Linked DNA regions of Mus musculus: region 1 is linked to region 2. A link is a contact called in public promoter capture Hi-C data. All regions are on one chromosome and are shown on one strand. The core of a region is the stretch at or near the end of the contact, and the rest is flanking DNA. Distances in the headings are between cores, read along the strand shown.

Evidence for each region. Promoter capture Hi-C pulls out the DNA fragments that hold promoters and counts their contacts.
Region 1: a contact with region 2 is called in a promoter capture Hi-C map of embryonic stem cells, with 2.0 times the contacts expected there. The contact joins the enhancer-like site here to the promoter of Gtf2a1l in region 2. A contact is called at or near these places in 1 of 39 promoter capture datasets (embryonic stem cells), 9 of 484 Hi-C or Micro-C datasets (cranial neural crest, embryonic stem cells, natural killer cells and 3 more), 1 of 115 datasets of contacts at active chromatin or transcription factors (extraembryonic endoderm stem cells) and 2 of 9 other capture datasets (adipose tissue and pancreatic islet).

What each region holds. Positions count from the first base shown.
Region 1 is chr17:88,705,283-88,708,582 of GRCm38.p6, reverse strand. All of the region lies in intron 6 of Gtf2a1l (general transcription factor IIA, 1-like), which reads right to left. Among named protein-coding and RNA genes, the nearest start is that of Gtf2a1l, 38 kb to the right of the region's middle. Within about 2 kb of position 2,017, at least 20 of the 459 cell types and tissues checked have an H3K27ac peak or open chromatin away from gene starts, as enhancers often do. A contact at or near this core is called in embryonic stem cells, where this site is marked.
Region 2 is chr17:88,666,774-88,670,239 of GRCm38.p6, reverse strand. It overlaps Gtf2a1l (general transcription factor IIA, 1-like), which reads right to left and starts at 1,580. Exons shown (of 9, transcript NM_023630.2): 1 at 1,509-1,580. The coding sequence starts at 1,529.

The DNA of each region.
Region 1 (3,300 bases), core at 768-3,267, 38 kb before region 2:
AAATATCTAAGTAAGAAGAGACAACCTGTACCATACAAACACTAATCACAGTAAAACTGAAATGATGGTTTTTATGTCAGAACACAGAATGTTACGAAAGATACATAAGAATATTAGCTAACAACACTAGGATCAGTTTGAGAAGAAAACAATTCTACACTTCTATGCATCTATCATTACTATTATTATCATCTCAAAATATGTAAATTGAAAACAGGGCTGAAGATGCAGCTCAGCAGTATCGCCTGTGTTTATTATGCACTAAAGCACTGGGCTACCTACAAACAAAAATGAAAATAACTCAAGGAAGTAAAAGAAGTAGTAAATCCCCTTCCACTTCCATAGTAAATTCACAATTGCAGGTTCTCCCAGCAAACAACAGAAACATTTACAATAATTACCAAGCACAATACAGAAAACCTTGACCAACACATGTAATCTATATGGCCTAATTAGCATATTTATCCAAAACCTGCCAAATAGTTTTTTATCAAGGCCACATAAGGGATAGAGAAAAAGCCCAGCACTGATTCCCAGCACCTGTGTCAGGTGGCTCCCAGCTGCCTGTGTCAGGTGGCTCCCACCTGCCTGTGTCAGGTGGCTCCCAGCTGCCTGTGACTCTGCCCCAGGGGATCCCACACCCCTGGGCTATCTATGGCACCTGCACATGCACACACAGACATGTGGTTATAAATAATAAAAACAAAGCCTCTTTTCAGAAACTTCACATGAAATTTACATAAAGATAATCTATATTCTGGCTTAAAATAATCCTTTCAAATACAGAACATAAAAATGTGTGTTCTCTGATAATAAAAAGCTAAAATTAGACATTATAAATGAAAAATGGAAAAGAATTTTAGATACTTAAAAATTAAAATAATTATGAGTCTCCATGAGTAAAAGAATTGCAAAAAATAATAGAACAACTTGTAATGAATGCAAATGAAAATAAGTCAAAACTTACATACCGAAAACAGTGCCTGTTAGCATTCCTTCTAGGCTCTGCCTCACAGTTACCTGGCAACAGCCAGGTATGCCTGACTCACTATCAAGGGGATTGCTTACCCCCTCCTCACGCTCTTACCCCTCTCAACTGCCCCTCCCTATGCCTGTTGTATGGCTGGTGCCTCAGGGGGGAAGGGATGCCTCCACTTGGGCTGGCAGAGGCATCCCCTTCCACCTCACCATACCTTGCTCTACCAAACACATCCTGGTTCTTTCTTTCTTTTTTATAAGAATACAACGTTGCTGTAGAGACTCAGATCGCCTGCACCCACATGGATTTTGCGGCCATCAAATCAATTGGTAAGCTCCCGCCACTTAACTTGTCCGTGCCAACGTCCCCTGGTCCTTAAGGAGGGTTATTGAGCTCCAAGCCACCCTGTGGTGCCCTCGAAAACAGACATTTAGTCTTTAGGACAAGTCTTCTCACTGAACCGTCATTCTAGGACCTCTACCCCTGGGTGACCCCTTCCCTCTCGTTCTCTGGGAAGCGGTTCTCTCACACTGCTGAAAAAGTCCTAGGCTAGGGCCTAGGTAAACCATTCTCCTGCCTTTGCTCAGGGCACTGGCCCAGGGCTTAACCCCAGTTCACAGCTGACAACCTGGTGATCTGGTCTTGCTGCCTGCTGCCTTTGCTTTTGCTACCACATTTGTCCTCCAGGCCTAGGAACAGACAAATTGCTACCTCCTACTCTCATGCAAATGAAAAGGTCTTCGCTGCCTCTTCCCTACTACTGCCTCGTGCCTCCCTCTCTAATTCACAGGCTAAACTTGGTCCCTATACTCACCAAACAATAACTCTAAATAGCTGCTTATATGCGCTTTTATAACCAATACAGCCCTACCCCTTCATTCTCTAGCCACTTGCTCTCACTCCCAGTTCCAAGCCCTAATTCTCCACTGGGTGTTCCGGCCTGCCCTCTGTGCTCCAAGTGGCTGCTGCCTGCCTATCCTCAGCTCTCCACATTCTCCCTCACTCTCTTGCTCCCTGCTTGGTTCTCTGCTCTGCCAAGCCATTCAACTGCACCACCCAGCACTCCAGCACTCCAGCACTGCGGATGCTCTCCCCAACTGAGCAGAGTTGCTAGGAGACAGAGAATACTGCTTCGGGCGTTGCTCTTTGTCCCCACCACCACCACCTTGCTGATACTCTGCCAAGCTGAGCTGCGCACCCCTCATCTGGATGTTTGTCTTTGCTATGCTTCTGTTGTTCCAGTCTAAGGTATAACACGTGACTTTCCTATAGGCAGAGCTGCAGGTTCAGCACCATCTTAGCTAAGGGTGGTCACGTGGCTGGCTCCTGCTTTTGTGCCATCTTAACTAAGGACCACCCGCCCACCGTCTTTGTTATGGTTAGTCCCTAGGTAGATGCCTTTAGGAGTACAGCCTGTCAAAGCCACTTAACAATTAAGAAAGGTTTGGTCTACAAAGTGAGTTCCAGGACAGCCAAGGCTATACAGAGAAACCCTGTCTCGAAAAAACAAACAACAACAAAAAAAAAAACAAACAAAAAACAAAAAAAGAAAGGTTTTTGTTCTATCCTGCCTTGGTAAATAATGGTTTCTAAACAGTAAAAGTTAAAGGTTGCTGCCTTAAATATACATTTAGTCTTGGTTTTGCTACTGCCATTAAGTTACAATGGGCTTTCTTTATTTGCTAGGTAGGTCTAAAACAAATAATTAAACACAGTTTGTCTAACTCACATATGCATAATAGACTAGCTCTCAATCTTGTCAAGAATCTGCTAAATGTAATGTTAAATGATTATGCTTATGACAGATATAGACTCCCAAAGCCTAACAGTGCCCCCCCACCACCACCACACACACACACAAAGGTCTCCAAGAAAATATGGGCACAGCGACAAGATTCTACCTGGATTGTGGTATGATAGTCACTGGGAAACACTGCTCCATTGTCTTGGTGCTGCCAGAGCTTGGCCTACACTGTGGACAAATAGAGGACACCCGGAGAGCTAAATGTTCCATATTGGCTAAGTTAAGGTGGGTCATTTCTCATTTCTCTAAAGTCCCTACTCCACAGGAAAAAAAAAACTCATTTTCTGGGCTGAGGGTCAGACTGACTCTGCCCAAGTTGTGATGGGGACCACAGGGGTCTGGGAACTGTTTAGGTAGTAGACTTCAGACCAACCTTGACATTTAATTAATACATGACGTCTAGATTAGATTTCTGACTACATTGACAGATAAACTAAACAAAGCTTGACAGCTAGAAGAGAGACCTAGCTCCTTACCCCAAGGTAATCCACCACCTTATTAGTTCATCAGTCAATCT
Region 2 (3,466 bases), core at 331-2,830:
TCGGGCTGCTCTTTTCATGCTTCCCACAAAAAATACTCTCACTCCAGGAGCAGCACAATTTAAACTAATCCTTCTAAAGACCCAGGGTAAGTCTATGAATAGGCCAATCAGTAACATTTAAATGTTGTTCACAGGCTTACCCATTAAGACTAAGTGCCCCCAGATGAGCTGCTGCTTCTCCGTCTACCCTGAGAAAGGCTTCTAAACTGAGGCTTCTGTTTTAATCCCAGCTATAAGATCACACTTAAGAGCTGCAGGGAAAACCCCTAGGGATAAAAACATCTTTTAAGACCTGCCCTTGGAGTCTAACAGCAGCAGTCCAAAAGAAGCCAATAAAATACAATTTTTCAAAAGCGTAGTAAGTATTGAACATGTCTCTCTTGTAGGACCGCCGTTAAACTTTATATTGCTTTCTCTATGTTATCTTTATTAAAACTATATATAGTCTGGACCTCCACCTTACCGGTATCTCCAAAAAAAAAAAAAAGAAGAAGAAGAAAATCTCATTGGCAATAACAATCAGGCAAACTGGTATTCGTGGAAAGCTTATATCCAGGCATCCATACTTTACAGTTCTTAAAACATAAAATGAACATACATGAGCATGTCTCTAAAAACGGAACCTTTTATGCTGTATACACAGACTTTTACAGACACAAACCTATCTTGGCTGCCCATTGTCCTTCTGGAAATGGGCATCTGTTGATAGTGGTTTTTGCCTTCAACTTGGGATTTTTAATTTGATGGATCTAACAAGTGCCGTTTTGCCTGTGAATTCTCACTGTGGGGTTTAGCTGTCCTTAGGGCAGCGTTAGAGCATTTCCTATTTAAGCATTAAGATGTTAAAGGGCAAGGAAAGGCAAGATCATGAGGCGACAATCCAAATCACATCACCTCTCATTCCGGGTTAGGAAGTAATCGCGGTGGTGGCGCGCACGTCTTTAATCCCAGCACTTGGGAGGCAGAGGCAGGCGAATTTCTGAGTTCGAGGCCAGCCTGGTCTACAAAGTGAGTTCCAGGACAGCCAGGGCTACACAGAGAAACCCTGTCTCGAACAGCATGAGCCACCTATGTTCCAATAACTAGGATTAGAGCTGGAGGCTGCTCTTTAAAGACTGAGGATCCGGAGTCTGAAGCCAGCCTAGGGTTCCTTTACATGACCTTGTCAAAAAAAAAAAAAAAAAAAAAAAAAAGAGGAGGGAGCAGGGAAAAGGGGGAGGGAGGGAGGGAGGAGAGAGAGAGAGAGAGAGAGAGAGAGAGAGAGAGAGAGAGAGAGAACCTAGGAATTTCTTAAACACAGAGGAAATCATCCTGATTGAGGGAACCCTGCCTCTACACGATGTCTAGGTGCCCTGAAACCTGGGTGACCTCAGTTGGAGTGGAACGCACACTTTTTCAAATGGAATCAGAGCCCCACGTGGCTGTCTTCTATTTCCTGTACCCCATGGTGAAAAGGGGGTGCCTATCAAAGTCTGGAGGGTGTCGGCAAAGCCTGCCCGCCTCCTTACCACCAGGTTGATGAAGGCCATGCCAGCCGCTCTGTGCCTAACCGTTTGCGCCTGCGTGGCAGAGAGCCGCCAGGCTCGCTTTTGAACCGTGGGTCCTCGTTGCTGCGCAACCGCGAGGCCGCTGGGGGCGGAGCTGAGTAGGACCGGGCAAGAAAGGTTAGGGGTTGGAGAAATAAAGTTTGGGCGTGGCACGGGTGTGGTAAGGCGTACAACCAACTTTAGCTAAGGGAGGTTGTGCAGTGTCAGGTCGATGGGGCAACCTCATCTTTGAAGGATGAAGGGAAGAAGAAAGAGGGCAGAAGATGTTATTCCTGTTTTTACCATGCCTCACTAAATATCACTCACAACTGCGCTCTATGCTGCCGTATAAAAAGTGTGACAAGAGCCAAATTCTTCTGTAACTAGTGGTTGAAGTGTGAGCAAAAGCAAAAGCAACTTCACCTGGAAAAGTGTTAAAAATACAGATGAAAGCCACAAAGACGCTCGCTGCCAAGTCTGACCCGTGTGCTAGAAGAGAGTGGGGGCTCTAGAAGCTGTCCTCTGTTCTCCGTAGGAACAGCTGTGCGAGTGGGCACACAGACAATCCATGCATCAATGCGTGTAAAAGAGATTAATACAAACAAGTAAGGGTTCATAAACGTAAACATCTCTACCAAATCAGGGACTGACAACTGGGGGCACAGCATACGGCGACTTCAAATGGTCTCCAGATAGTTCTGATGGGCATTAAAATGAGATTCACTGCCCTAAAACACATTCAAGAGTGGGGCCACATTAAATTTACCTGAAGGGTTCTTTCCTTTTAAAGGTTTGGTGCCTAAGTCTCTCCCCAGAGCATATGATTAAAACTGCAGCCTGAAGACAGAGAACTACCTTTTAAACCAAGTGGGCTCCCCAGTCCTCAGGCAGAAGTTGCCATCTTTGCCCTATAATCAATCTCTCTCTCTCTCTCTCCTCTCTCTCTCTCTCTCTCTCTCTCTCTCTCTCTCTCTCTCTCTCTCTCTCTCTCTCTCTCTCTCTGTCGGTCTCTCTCTCTCCCTCCCTTCCTCTTCCTGTCTCTGCTCTCTTGGGCTTGAAGGAACTTAACTAGCTAAAGCTGAAGATAGATTTAAGCTCACACGTCCCCACTAGTTCAAAGGGGAAAGTCATCTACTTCCACCACTCTGCCTTCAAGCAGCCTTTCTAATCTGAAGATAGATCTCGACCTAACAGATGGTTATGTGATGATTTAAAATCCCATTAGGGTTTAGAGTTGACTGCTTGCTTATTTGTGTGTGTAAGTGCAATAGAGCTGTGTGTGATTGCCCACTTTGAATTGCTTGCCTGGACCAGGTGTAAGCTTCTAGCTGCTGATTCATTTGGTGTCATTTTGAAGACTTTTCCTAAATTAAAAACTACTGGGAATTTCTTTACAAAAAGCCATTATGTGTGGTGATTTTTAATGGTTATATCTCTCTACGTGACAACTTACTACCTCAAATATTCAAAGTGACTTACCATCACCCAAAATAGAAAAGCTAAAAGCAAGCATTGATTCCTTCTGATATTATAAAATCCAATTAAATTATTCAAGCCGGGAAATAAGAAAGCTGAAAAGGTTCTTGTTTTCCATCTTTCTCTTTGCAGGGTTTCAAAATTATAATCCTAAATGCACAGAATGGGTAACAATCTACCATTCTGTGACAGCAAGCCATTTGCTGTACTTCATTATACATTATACCTTTCTCAAAGCGACAGAGTAGATGATGTGTATTTTTAAATTTAAATTTGGACCTTGGTACCCATAAAAAGTGTGACTAACAATTGAATTGTTACTGAGTAGAACACTAGATACACTTTTTATAGAAAAGCCATACAACACTAGTTGAGCAATCCCAGTGACTTTCTGGTTGCCCTCTTGTGTATTCTAAAAGGTCACTGGTAGACGCTGCTTTGATTTCTTCACAATAATAGGCAGT